Regions from separate parts of the Mus musculus genome. Here all the other regions are linked to region 1. The links are chromatin contacts, called in public HiChIP or PLAC-seq, capture Hi-C and promoter capture Hi-C maps. All regions are on one chromosome and are shown on one strand. The core of a region is the stretch at or near the end of the contact, and the rest is flanking DNA. Distances in the headings are between cores, read along the strand shown.

The links. HiChIP or PLAC-seq counts read pairs in DNA pulled down with a chosen protein or histone mark. Capture Hi-C pulls out chosen DNA fragments and counts their contacts.
Region 2: a capture Hi-C map of macrophages shows a contact between it and region 1, with 4 times the contacts expected there. The contact joins the promoter of Tmem217 here to the promoter of Rab44 in region 1. A contact is called at or near these places in 3 of 484 Hi-C or Micro-C datasets (bone marrow-derived macrophages, cerebral cortex and nephron progenitors), 1 of 115 datasets of contacts at active chromatin or transcription factors (bone marrow-derived macrophages) and 1 of 9 other capture datasets (macrophages).
Region 3: a promoter capture Hi-C map of adipose tissue shows a contact between it and region 1. The contact joins the promoter of Mapk13 here to the promoter of Rab44 in region 1. A contact is called at or near these places in 1 of 484 Hi-C or Micro-C datasets (nephron progenitors), 1 of 115 datasets of contacts at active chromatin or transcription factors (pancreatic cancer cells) and 1 of 9 other capture datasets (adipose tissue).
Region 4: an SMC1A HiChIP or PLAC-seq map of large pre-B cells shows a contact between it and region 1, with 6 times the contacts expected there. The contact joins the enhancer-like site here to the promoter of Rab44 in region 1. A contact is called at or near these places in 3 of 39 promoter capture datasets (hippocampal neurons and liver), 1 of 15 datasets of contacts at CTCF or cohesin (large pre-B cells), 1 of 484 Hi-C or Micro-C datasets (embryonic stem cells), 1 of 115 datasets of contacts at active chromatin or transcription factors (large pre-B cells) and 2 of 9 other capture datasets (adipose tissue and embryonic stem cells).

Annotation. Positions count from the first base shown.
Region 1 is chr17:29,112,891-29,115,788 of GRCm38.p6, forward strand. It overlaps Rab44 (RAB44, member RAS oncogene family), which reads left to right and starts at 1,291. Exons shown (of 14, transcript NM_001364848.1): 1 at 1,291-1,345.
Region 2 is chr17:29,548,251-29,551,295 of GRCm38.p6, forward strand. Tmem217 (transmembrane protein 217) reads right to left here and starts at 1,343. Exons shown (of 3, transcript NM_001162901.1): 1 at 1,259-1,343. Tbc1d22b (TBC1 domain family, member 22B) reads left to right here and starts at 1,552. Exons shown (of 13, transcript NM_198647.1): 1 at 1,552-1,744. The coding sequence starts at 1,689.
Region 3 is chr17:28,767,455-28,770,603 of GRCm38.p6, forward strand. Mapk13 (mitogen-activated protein kinase 13) reads left to right here and starts at 1,863. Exons shown (of 12, transcript NM_011950.2): 1 at 1,863-2,074; 2 at 2,557-2,686. The coding sequence starts at 1,956.
Region 4 is chr17:29,512,950-29,515,876 of GRCm38.p6, forward strand. No RefSeq gene overlaps it. Among named protein-coding and RNA genes, the nearest start is that of Gm26885, 23 kb to the left of the region's middle. Within about 2 kb of position 1,667, at least 61 of the 459 cell types and tissues checked have an H3K27ac peak or open chromatin away from gene starts, as enhancers often do. A contact at or near this core is called in liver, where this site is marked.

The DNA.
Region 1 (2,898 bases), core at 41-2,540:
GGACCTGAGGTGAGGGGGAGGGTCTTAGTTAGGGTTTTACTGCTGTGAACAGACACCATGACCAAGGCAAGTCTTTTTTTTTCCTATTTATTTATTTAATGTATGTGAGTACATTGTAGTTGTACATATGGTTGTGAGCCTTTATGTGGTTGTTGGGAATTAAATTTAGGATCTCTGCTTACCCCGGTCGGCCCTACTTGCTCGGTCCCTGCTTGCTCCAGCCCAAAGATTTATTTATTATTATAAATAAGTACGGGGCTGGTGAGATGGCTCAGCAGGTAAGAGCACCCGACTGCTCTTCCAAAGGTCCTTAGTTCAAATCCCAGCAACCACATGGTGGCTCACAACCATCTGTAACAAGATCTGATTCCCTCTTCTGGTGTGTCTGAAGACAGCTACAGTGTACTTACATATAATAAATAAATAAATCTTAAAAAAAAATAAGTACACCGTAGCTGTCTTCAGACACACCAAGATCAGATCTCATTACGGATGGTTGTGAGCCATTATGGATAGTTGCTGAGATTTGAACTCAGGACCTTCGGAAGAGCAGTTGTTGCTCTTACCCACTGTGCCATCTTGCCAGCCCCAGGGCTAGTCTTATAAGGACATTTAATTGGGGTTGGTTTACAGGTTCAGAGGTTCATCCCATTATTATCAAGACAGGAACAGGGCAGCATCCAGGCAGGCATGGTGCAGGAGGAGGTGAGAGTTCTACATCTTCATCTGAAAGCTGCTAGCAGTAGACTAGTTTCCAGGCAGCTAGGATGAGGGTCTTAAAGCCCATACCCACAGTGACACACCTACTCCAACAAGACCACACCCACTCTAACAAGGCCACACCCATTCCAACAAGTTCACACCTTCTAAAAGTGCCAAGCATATACAAACCATCACAGGGGTATTGTTCCCCTGTGGCATTTTCTGCACCAGTTGTAGCCACAGAGGCTTCTCTTGCTTGACCTTCCTACTGGGCTGAGGACACTCTGGCCTTGTTACTACAGGCTGAGTGTGATGCGCGCGCGCGCGCGTAAACACACACACACACACACACACACACACACACACACACAGAACCTCTGCTCACAACCTCTCCCCAGCCCTAACTTTCTGCTACAATTCCAGGACCCAGGGCATCAGGCAAGACAGAAGGTGCAGCCAGGGCCCCTTTCCAGGGGAAGTTCCCTAGATGAACGCAGGAGATGAGGCAGCCAGGGAACGGAAAGGGGCGATTGGGCAAGAGACAAGACTGTTGACAGTTGCAGAGTGTGTGGGCTCTGTGGGCTGAGCAGACAGTGACCTCCTCACAGGTCCGGGAGCACCAGCAAACGGCAGCCTCTGAGAGGTGGGATTTGGGACTCACCCCAGCAGGCAATGCTGCTGTGTGGAGGGGCTGGGGAGGGACAGTACGGGTCCCATGCAGTTTCTTTTCCTTCTTTCTTTCCTTCCTTCCTTTCTTTTTTTCCTTCTTCCTTCCTTCGAGATGGGGGTCTTTCTATGTAGCCAAGGCTGGCCTTGAACTCACAGAGATCCACCTGACTCTGCCTCCTAAATTCTGGGATTAAAGGTATATACTGCCAACCGACTTTTTTTTTTTTTTTTTTTTTTTTTGAGATGGGGTCTTGTGTAGCTCAGGTTGGTCCTAAACTCACTACACAGCGGAAGATGACCTTGAACTCTTGATCTTCCTGCCTCCATCTTCAGGGTGCTGGGGTCATACTTCAAAGCCCAACTCCTGTCTAGCTTCTGAGTCTCAGGAGTGCAAATTGAACTTCCGTACTCCTGTACTGTCTGACAGAGGCCCGAGCTGTATGTATTACTCCTGTGAGTGAGGAGTAGATTGTGGACTTGTGAGATGGGGCAGGTCTTCTTGGCTTCTTAGAGACTCTGTTTCTCTATCCGTTAGTGAGTGAAGCTGGGGTGGGGTGGGGTGGGGTGGGACAGGCTATTGGGACTAGGTGGCTCTCGGGTGTTGGCAGTGGGAGACCATTGGCTGTGGTTGGCTTTTCCCAAGGTAAGTTTCACACTGGGCTAACCCAGTTTCTCACCTCTCTGTGACAAGATGGTAGGGATGGGAGATCCTGTAGTCTCTGGCAGATGTCAGGTTGTGGTCCTACTGTGTTGTGGTCCTACTATGTCCTCCGTTCTTTCATTCTTACATTTTGTTTATTTTTCTTTAGCCCAGCCCCCCTCCTCTCCAATTCTTGATGGGAGGCCTCGGGGCCCTGTTCTATGAGCTAAAATCCATGTCTGTGCCATCGTGGCCAGCCATCTCTTGGTGGCTAGCAGCAGGGCTCATTGGCTTCCAAGTTTGCTCCAGGTGAGGGGAGAGGTGTAGGAGACACCTGGGGCTTGATTGTTTGACTGGTTGTGAGGGGCCTTTCATTGTGCAGGGTGTATAGGAGAATCCATCAGAAACACGGGCATGAGGCCGGAGGGTACCCTGCAGCTGACTACAGAAGGGTCTTTTGGAGTCACCAAGTGAAGGGTAAGGGTAATTGCCTAGGAGCTGAGTGTGTGGAGTGTGTGTGTGTGTGTGTGTGTGTGTATGTGTGTGTGTGTGTGTGTGTGTGTGTGAGAGAGAGAGAGAGAGAGAGAGAGAGAGAGAGGCTTTCATGGACTCACCAAAGAAGGTCCCCACTGTCTGTCAGTGACCATTCCTGCCTGTGACCAATTTAGGACATGCTATTATGGAATAGGGGTGTCAGGGTCAGTGATGGATGGCGATATCCTGACCTAGGATGACCAGTATTCTGACAGACTTGGAGGCCTCGCTGGCCTCAGGGTATAGTATGATTCCCTTCCCTAGATGTCTTTGCCTGGTGGAGCTGAGTGAGGTGACCCTAGGTACCACTTTCCTACGAAATGCCAGGGGACTTCTGGGAACACACTGCAGAG
Region 2 (3,045 bases), core at 93-2,592, 440 kb after region 1:
TGTGTGTATGTGGTGTGTGTGTGTATGTGGTGTGTGTGTGTATGTGTGTTAACAACATGTATGCAATGTCCACAGAAGCCAAAAAAGGGTGTCTGATCCCTTGGATCTGGAATTTCAGGCCATTATGAGCCACCTGTTGTGGGTACTTGGGAACCGAACTCAGGTCCTCTGAAAGGGCAGCACATGCTTTTAACCCCTGGGCCACCTGTTCAGGTCTACAGTCCTAGTCTTTTAACATTAGCAAGCAAAAGAAGCCTGAAAACTGGGAGTAATGTCTATGTAAAAAGAAATCACTGAGGGACATATAGAAGGTGTTTCTTTAGGTGGGAAAAGAAGGAGCCTTGAGAATTTGCCAGTATGTTGGGCCAGCAAGATGGCTCAATGGGTATAGGGGCTTACAGCCAGTCTTGACGACCTGAGTTCGGTGAGAAGAGAAAACTGAAGTTCTCCTTTGACCTCTCTCTCTCTCTCTCTCTCTCTCTCTCTCTCTCTCTCTCTCCTCTCTCTCTCTCTCTCACACACACACACACACTGAATAAATGTAATGTATTTTTCAATATTTAGAAACCCTAGGGTGTTAGTACAGAGATGGATTGAGCAGTAGCTCGCACATATCCACAGTTCCTTGTCTGAACAAACATTTCTTCGGAGTAGAAAAAGGAAGTACCCTCCATCTTCCCCCAAATGTCCCAGAACACACTCAAAAAAGAGAGGTAGTCATTAACATGACACCCAAAGGAGACAACATGCTAAAATTAGATCTCATTTTGAGTCAAAATTAGATTGAAAAATGAATCTATAGATGGAAGATTTATAGCCAGTTAATAAAGGAGTTGAGGATATTGGGGGTACATCCTTCATCTTCCTGATTGTTGCCATGGGGATGAACAACGTCCCTAGAGAAAATGCTACTTGGAGGATAAATTAGTATTTCCTAAGCATGACTTCTCAGTATCTGGATCCTCATAACCAGAAAGAGTCAGACCCGAAGAAGGGATTACATCACGAAGTTCAGTTAGCGGAAGAAAGGGGGAGTCTGATAAATCAACTGCTACTCATACAACAGTTACCCGCACTGGGGTATGGCCGGAACTGTCCTCTGCGAAACTAGGACCATAAGGGAACAAGGCGGGGGTGGGGGGGTGGGGGGGTAACCACCCTGGGTGCCATTGAGGTGAGGGACATTAAAAAATGTTCATTATTACATGAGGCCTTCCTTTAAAGACTAATGTATACAAATGTTATGGTTTCTCCTTACCCCTCTCCACCAAGACAACCCCAGAACCTCAGCCCATCAAAGGCAACAGTCCCATCTACTTCTTCCTCGCAGTACCTGGTTCTCTGCCTCCGGGGAGTAGGAACTTTCAGCCCCGCCTTCCTGCCCATCTAAGCCCCGCCTCCCCGGCCCACCTGTGTGCCCAGCCCCTGACGTTGCCGCGGGCCTTCAGCGGCCCGCAGGATCCGGGATCCTCATTGGTCCATCCGCCCACCGGCCTGCTCAGCCCACCAATGGCAACGGTGTTGGGCGGGGGGAGTGCCCACATCCAAGATGGCGCCCCCAGGAGCTGGGAGCGGGTGACCGGCGGCGGGGAAGCGGCCTGGGCTGGCCCTCAGATTGCGGGGTCCCGGGGGCCTGTCGCGGGGCCCCCCCGTGACCCACCGACCAGGCCTTCCCCCGGGCCGGAGAGATGGCCGCCGAGAACAGCAAGCAGTTCTGGAAGAGGAGCGCCAAGCTACCGGGGAGGTGAGCCCAGGACGCTGAGGGGAGTGGGGATTGGACCCAAAGCCTTCCAGATCCTGGTCCCTGAATCCCTCCGTCTTGGGGTACCCCCGAGGCCGGAGGGCTGGTGTCGGAGTAGCCCAGGCTGGAGCAGCTGTCAATCAGAGGAGCCTGGCCAGCTTGGGTGTGGGGTGCAGACTGGGGTCTGGGGGCGGGGAACCTCAGCTGGGAGGTGTCAGGGGACCAGTGTGAGGGGCAGTGGAGTTGGGCGAGTTGCCATTGTCAGCGTAGCCGTGGAGGGCCACCTGCAGACCGCTTCCGACTTTCTACAGAACTCCTTAGGGGTCTCCAACAGCATGGGTGGCTGCTTGCATGAGGGTTGGTGGCCCCATGGCCTTGGTTCCCAGCCCATCATCACATTCCTGTCTTCCCTTGGACTCCCAAAGGGGTTCTGATAGGAGAGCCTGGGCCAGGCCTGCAGGGGTATGAGCAAGACAGGGGAGGGGGAATTCTCAAGCCTGACCTTACTCTGTCTTGAGTTGGTCCTTTCTTTTGAGAAATTATTACAGGGTGGCCGCAGGGTGGAGAATAAGTTATTCCTTCTGGCATCCCGGAGAAGTGATGATTTTTCAGTGTGGATGCATTAAGTTCTTTTATTCTTGTTTTGTTGGAGAGCAGACCTTTCAAGCAACTTATTCCCTTAGTGTTTCTTTCTCTTGTTAGTGTATGTTGACACTGAGCAATTGTCTCTCAGTCAGGCTGCCTTTTGGTTTACTGGTTCCGTTTGTTTTGGGTGATGTCCTGAAAAATGAAAGCCCTATGTGTTTCACTACTGAATTTAAGATTTCTGCCAGCCACAGGCTGCTTGGTGTTAAGAGTTTGTGTCTGGTCACCGCCCTCATGAGTTCTATCCTTAGTGATTTTCCTGTTAAGTCTTTTTTTGTTCAGGTGTAGTCCTTTGACCTGTGACCTCGCACTCTTCCCTTCCTCCTTTCCCTCTCTCTCTCCCCTCTTTCCCATTCTCTCTCCTCCTTCTCTTCCCCTCCCCCTCCCTCTCCTCTTTCTCCCCCTCTTCCGTTCTCTCTTCACACTGTTGAAGACACTCTGCCACTGAGTTACACACAGCCCTCGCCCCCTTCTTCAAGCGAAAGAGAAACTGAGAGTCAGCATTGGCTGTGTAACTTTTCTGAGCTGTCATTACACACGTGGAGAAAGTTGAGGGACCAGGTTTTAGCAATGTGTGCTAATATAATAGCAGGGGAGGCAAAGCTAGCTTTGGGTTGAAGTGCTGTGGGGCTAGGGTGTTCACACATTGAACAGTGACA
Region 3 (3,149 bases), core at 613-3,112, 340 kb before region 1:
GACATTTACTCTGGAGGCAGAATCAGGGCAATATCTATGAGTAAAAGACCAGCCCAGTCTACATAGAAAGTCCCAGGCCAGCTAAGGTACATAGTGAGATACTGTCTTAAAAACCATCACCAGGGAGTGGGTGGGTAGGGGAGTGGGGGTGGGTGGGTAAGGGGGACTTTTGGTATAGCATTGGAAATGTAAATGAGCTAAATACCTAATAAAAAATGGAAAAAAAAAAAAAAAAAAAAAAAAAAAAAAAAAAAAAAAAAAAAACCATCACCAGCCAGGCTTGGTGGCACACACCTTTAATCCCAGCACTCGAGAAGCAGAGGCAGGTGGATTTCTGAGTTCGAGGCCAGCCTGGTCTACAAAGTGAGTTCCAGGACAGCCAGGGCTACACAGAGAAACCCTGCTCGAGAAAACAACAACAACAACAATAAAAACATCACCACCGGGCTGGAGAGATGGCTCAGCGGTTAAGAGAACTATCTGCTCTTCCAGAAGCCCTGAGTTCAATTCCCAGCAACCACTGTAATGGGATCCAATGCCCTCTTCTGGTGTGTCTGAAGACAGCTACAGTGTACTCATATACATAAAATAAATTAATCTTAAAAAGCTAAAAACAAAACAAAACCATCACCACCAGTATCAAACAAACTCCGGTGGATGTTTAAATCTTTGTGAACTCTGGGGACTGTAGAATTAGCAGCCGTCGACTCTGGGTGTAAGACAGCAAATCTCTCATGAGAAGAAGGATTGGATGCCTGGAGTTTGTTTCAGAAAAATGGGGAAGAGGAATAGAGTCTGAGCCCTGGTCAGTCGCTGAGCCTTAGGATCTGAGAGTCCTGCTTACTGAAAAGACAAGAGTCCTGGGGTCACAGGAGCTCATGTAGAACCCCATGAATTGTAGGGTTCTTGTGTTGTTGTTGTTGTTTGGGGATCTCCGGAGGGTTTTCTGGGAGGAGGGGTGTTGAGACAGAGTTTCTCTGTGTAGCCTTGGCTGTCCTGGAACTCTGTAGACCAGGCTGGCCTCAAACTCAGAAATCCACCTGCCTCTGCCTTCCAAGTGCTGGGATTAAAGGCGTGTGCACCACGATGCCTATTTTTGTTTATTTATTTGCTTATTTGTTTTGTTTAACTATGTGCATGATGACCTGGGTGCTGGAAGCCAAACTCAGGTCATCCTCAAGAGCGGTGCAGTCTCTAACCTGCTGAACAACCTCTCCATCTTTCTGTGGGGTCTCACTATGTAACCTATGCTGGTCTCCAGTTTACTGCGTAGTCAAGAATGACGTTATTTCTCTATCCTTCCTTCCTCCCTCCCTTCCTCCCTTCTTCTCCCCTTCCCTCTCTTCCCACCCTCTCTATCTCTCCCTCCTTTCTTCTATCCCTCTCTTCCTTCTCTGTTCATTCTCTGTATCTCTCCTCTCTAGTCTCTCCTCTCCCTTCTTCCTCAGGGTCTCACCTAGTCTGGCATTGAACTATGTACTGAACTGGACTCAAAATCGTAGCAATTCTCCTGTCTCTGCCTCTATCTCCTGTGTTGAGTACAGACCTGAGCCACCACGCCTTACATGTGAAGGGTATATTTCTTAAACTAGCCCAACTAGCAACAAGTTGAGCGCCCCCCCCCCCGCGCCCTAACCCCATTCCCAACTCTTCCTACAGTCTCTAGGCAGCCTCGCAGGCACCCCTTTCCCGCAGGGCACCCCCCTCCTCCCTCAGCACCTGCAGCAGGTGGCTGGTGGGGCCTGGGGCGTTCGCCGGTGATGGGCGGAGTCCGGAGCGCGGGCGAGCGGTGGGCGGGCCGGGGCGGGAACGTACCTGGGCGAGGCGGCAGGTGCGCCGCCCCACGGGGGAGGAGCGGGCGCGGGGCGGGAGGGGACCGCGGCGGGACACCCGGGCCGGGAGCCCGCGGGCAGCCACCGCAACCTCCTCGCAGGACCGCCACCACGGGGTCCGGGATGAGCCTCACTCGGAAAAGGGGCTTCTACAAGCAGGACATCAACAAGACTGCCTGGGAGCTACCCAAGACCTACCTGGCGCCCGCGCACGTCGGCAGCGGGGCCTATGGAGCGGTGTGGTGAGACCCGGGGACCCCAGGAATCAGAGGAGCCACGGGCCACCCCTCGGCAGCCTCCCCGAGTGAGCCCGGTGGCAGTGGGGCCCCTGTGGGTTGAGTCGCTGGCGAATCTGGTTCTCCAAGGCTGTAACTTTTTAAAAGGGATCTCGGAGTTCGTGGGACAGATCCCTGCGGTTGCAGATGAGGCCCCAAGAGGGGAACTTGCCAAATCGCAGAGCAGGGACTCCTGGCCTGCTCTGCATCCTGTCAGCAAGAACTGCTTCTCTCCTTGCTCTGCCGCCCCTTCCTTGGCGTCGCCCCCTACTCACACACACTCTCTCTCTCTCTCTCTCTCTCTCTCTCTCTCTCTCTCTCTCTCTTTCTGCTGGTCTCCGGCCAGCCTGGGGAGCACAGAATGGGGGTGGCCTAGGACAGGGCTGGAGGGATCTCCAGTTTAGGCCCTTTGCGCCGCCCCTCCCCCTCACCTGCCTGTGACCCCGCAGCTCGGCCATCGACAAGCGGACAGGGGAGAAGGTGGCCATCAAGAAGCTGAGCCGGCCCTTCCAGTCGGAGATCTTTGCCAAGCGCGCTTACCGCGAGCTTCTGCTCTTGAAGCACATGCACCATGAGAACGTAGGCTGCCTCGGGGTGTGGATGTGCCGGGGATCGGAGGGCAGGGAGAGGGGCCCAGGAGGGGCCTGCCCAGGGTCGTGCGCGCAGGGCCAGGAGAAAGAACTTCCTCTGCTCCACCCTGGTTTCTCAGCTCTCTAAGGAGAGCCCAATGAGAAGATGCCAGGGCCTGCCCAGCTCGCTTCCCAGAAAACACACAACCTTTTCTTGATTGTGAGGAGGAAGTAGGCACAGGGGAGCTTCGCGATTGGTTCTGTGAGGACTCCAGTCCGATGAGCCTGGGCACTTGAGCTAAAGCTGCCTCCATTCTGGCCACTCTAAGTCTAACAATAAATACTGAGTATTTAATGCATGCGGGGGTGGGGGCTGGCTAACTTTTATAATCCTCTCCGTAACACATGCCAAGGCACAGAAAGGTTTCCCCGGTTCTGCAGCGGCAGAGCTGAGGTTGGAAGGGGCGGGAGGC
Region 4 (2,927 bases), core at 417-2,916, 400 kb after region 1:
CATTTACTCATGAGTGCGAATGTATGGATGTGGGCTGGCCATCCACCGTGAGAGGGCTGGGGTCAGAGGGCAACCTGTGGGAATCGATTCTCTCCTCTGACCCTCACCTTGTAAGCGACCGCTTATCTCTTTGCTAGGCTCTGTTTGTTCCCAGGGCATAGGTACTGACCTGCTCTTGCTGAGCTCCGTGACCGGTGGACCGGTCTTAGTGGAAGCAGTTACATAAACAAAGTGGATTTCAGAGAGGTCAAAACCGAAGGGATGGGGGAGGGCTTGGGTCATCAGTGCAGAGTGAAGCCCAGGGGAGGTGGGACTGAGGCCTGGGGACTGAAGCCAGGGGAGGAAGGGTGGTAGAAAGGGAAGAAGCAGGAGCCAGCTAGATTGGAGTCCGTGAGCCAAGAGCGACACTTGTTGGCCGAAGAGGGGGTAGCCACCTGTGACAGGCTGCGGAGATGGGGTGGGGCTGGAGAGGTCAGGAGTAGAAGTGGGAGGGCCTCCCTAACAGAAGCAGCCTTAGTGGAAGTGTGAAGGCTTCCCCAGAAGGTGATAGAGTGGAGAATATGGGAGGCACATGGGGCTGGAGAGATGGCTCAGCGGTTAAGAGCACTGACTGCTCTTTCAGAGGTCCTGAGTTCAATTCCCAGCAACCACATGGCGGCTCACAACCATCTATAACGGGATTGGAAGCCCTCTTCTCTTCTTTCTGAAGAGAGCAACAGTGTACTCACATACATAAAATAAATCTTAAAAAGAAAAGAAAATGGGAGACACACACCTTCACAGGCCAAGGCAGGTGAATGAATCTCTGTAGGTTCGAGGCCAGCCTGGTCTACAGAGAGAGTCCCAGGATAGCCAAGGCTACACAGCTCATTTTTGTATACTGAACCTTAGAGTTTCCCACACCAAGTACCTTCTAGTGTCTCTTTAAAAAGCTAAACATATCTATTTATTTTTTTCCTAAGATTTATTTATTATTATATCTAAGTACACTGTAGCTGTCTTCAGACACACCAGAAGAGGGCATCAGATCTTATTAAGGATGGTTGTGAGCCACCATGTAGTTGCTGGGATTTGAACTCATGACCTCTGGAAGAGTAGTCAGTGCTCTTACCCGCTGAGCATCTCCAGCCCCCATCTATTTATTCTTATTATTACTGTGTGTGTGTATAGGCACATGGGTGCTATGGTGTGTGTGTGTGTGTGTGTGTGTGTGTGTGTGTGTGTGTGTGTGCGTGTGTGCCTGTGTGTACATGTCAAAGGACAGCTTTAGGATGAGGTTTCCAGGGTTGAACTCAGGCTGCCTGGACCCTGCAGCAAACACTTTTAATCTGAGGAGCCATCTTTTGTGCTTTCGGGCCCAGCCATCTTTTTGCTTTTTATTTTGTTATACAGTCTCACCAAATTGCTGGAGTTCGAATTCCGGTAGGCCTGGAACTTTTTGACCCTCCTGCCTTAGGGTCGTCAGCTGGTGGAATGACCCGCTTACACCTGGCCCGGCTCAAGTTTCTCTTAATCGAGTTTATTTCTGGTTTCCAGCCTCCTCACTTCTGCTGTGACTGGGCTGAAGACACCGGGGCAGGGATTAAATCCTGTTGTAGGTTTCAATACTGTTTGTAGAATCTTGTTTTGGCCGGCAGTGCTAACTGGAAACTTGTCGCCGATTGCCACCTAGTGGTCATTTGAAGAACTGCCCCAGGTCCAAATGAATTTCTCGCAGTTTATTGGGAAAAGGAGTTAGACTGCTCGCTATTCTGAATTCGGTGAGTACACAGTAGGAGGAGTGTTCAGGGCTGGGAGGAATGTGATTCAAACGAATAGTGTTGGGGAGAATGGCTCGGTGGGTAAGAGCTGCCAAAGCATGTGACCCTGAGTTCAGATCACAGAAGCCAGTCTGGAGCATGGTGTGCACCTGGAATCCCGGTACTGAGGCCGGAGGATTTCTGAGGTTTTTAGACAGCTTAGGCAGTGTAGCCAGGCAATAGCAAACTCCAGTCTGGTGTAGGAGAGACCATCTTGAGGGGATAAAGAAGAGTGATCATGGACATCTGACATCTGCCTCTGGCCCCCATGCACAGCCCCACGGGGACGAACAGATCTCCACTCCCAGACACTTCTTTTACTTCACTTTATTTTTTGAGACACGGTCTTATAGGTCTAATGTAGACTAGGACTCTTTCTGTAGACAAGGTTATCTTCTAACGCACAGACATTGGACTTCCTCAGCCTCCCAGTGCCGAGACAGTGCCGAGACAGAACGTGAACCCCACCGTATCTGGCTTCAAACACTTTTGTTTTGTTGTTCCTACACAGCATATGGTCTCAAGCAGCCCAGGCTAGCCCGAAACATGAACATACAGATGGGGAAGAGTTTGAACTCCTGATCCCATACCTCCAATCACCAAACACAGTTTCCAGGCCCACACCACCACCATGCCAATGTTTAGAAGGCTACTTATTTGTTCATTTGTTTATGTACGTAGTTTTCTGAGACAAGGTTTAAAGGTACTAGATAGGATATAAGGTAACCCTACTATCCCACTCTCCATTGAGGCTGCTGCATATTAGGAGTTAAGAAGTGTATAGAAAGCCGGGCGTGGTGGCCCACGCCTTTAATCCCAGCACTCGGGAGGCAGAGGCAGGAGGATTTCTGAGTTCGAGGCCAGCCTGGTCTACAAAGTGAGCTCCAGGACAGCCAGGGCTATACAGAGAAACCCTGTCTCGAAAAAAACAAAAAACAAACAAACAAAAAAAAAAACCAAAACAAAACAAAAAAAACCAAGAAGTGTATAGAAGGGTTGGAGAGATGGCTCAGTGGTTAAGAGCACTAACTGGTTTTCCAGAGGTTCTGAGTTCAATTCCCAGCCGCAACATGGTGGCTCACAACCATCTGTAATGAGATCTGAGGCCTTCTTCTGGCCTGCAGGCTT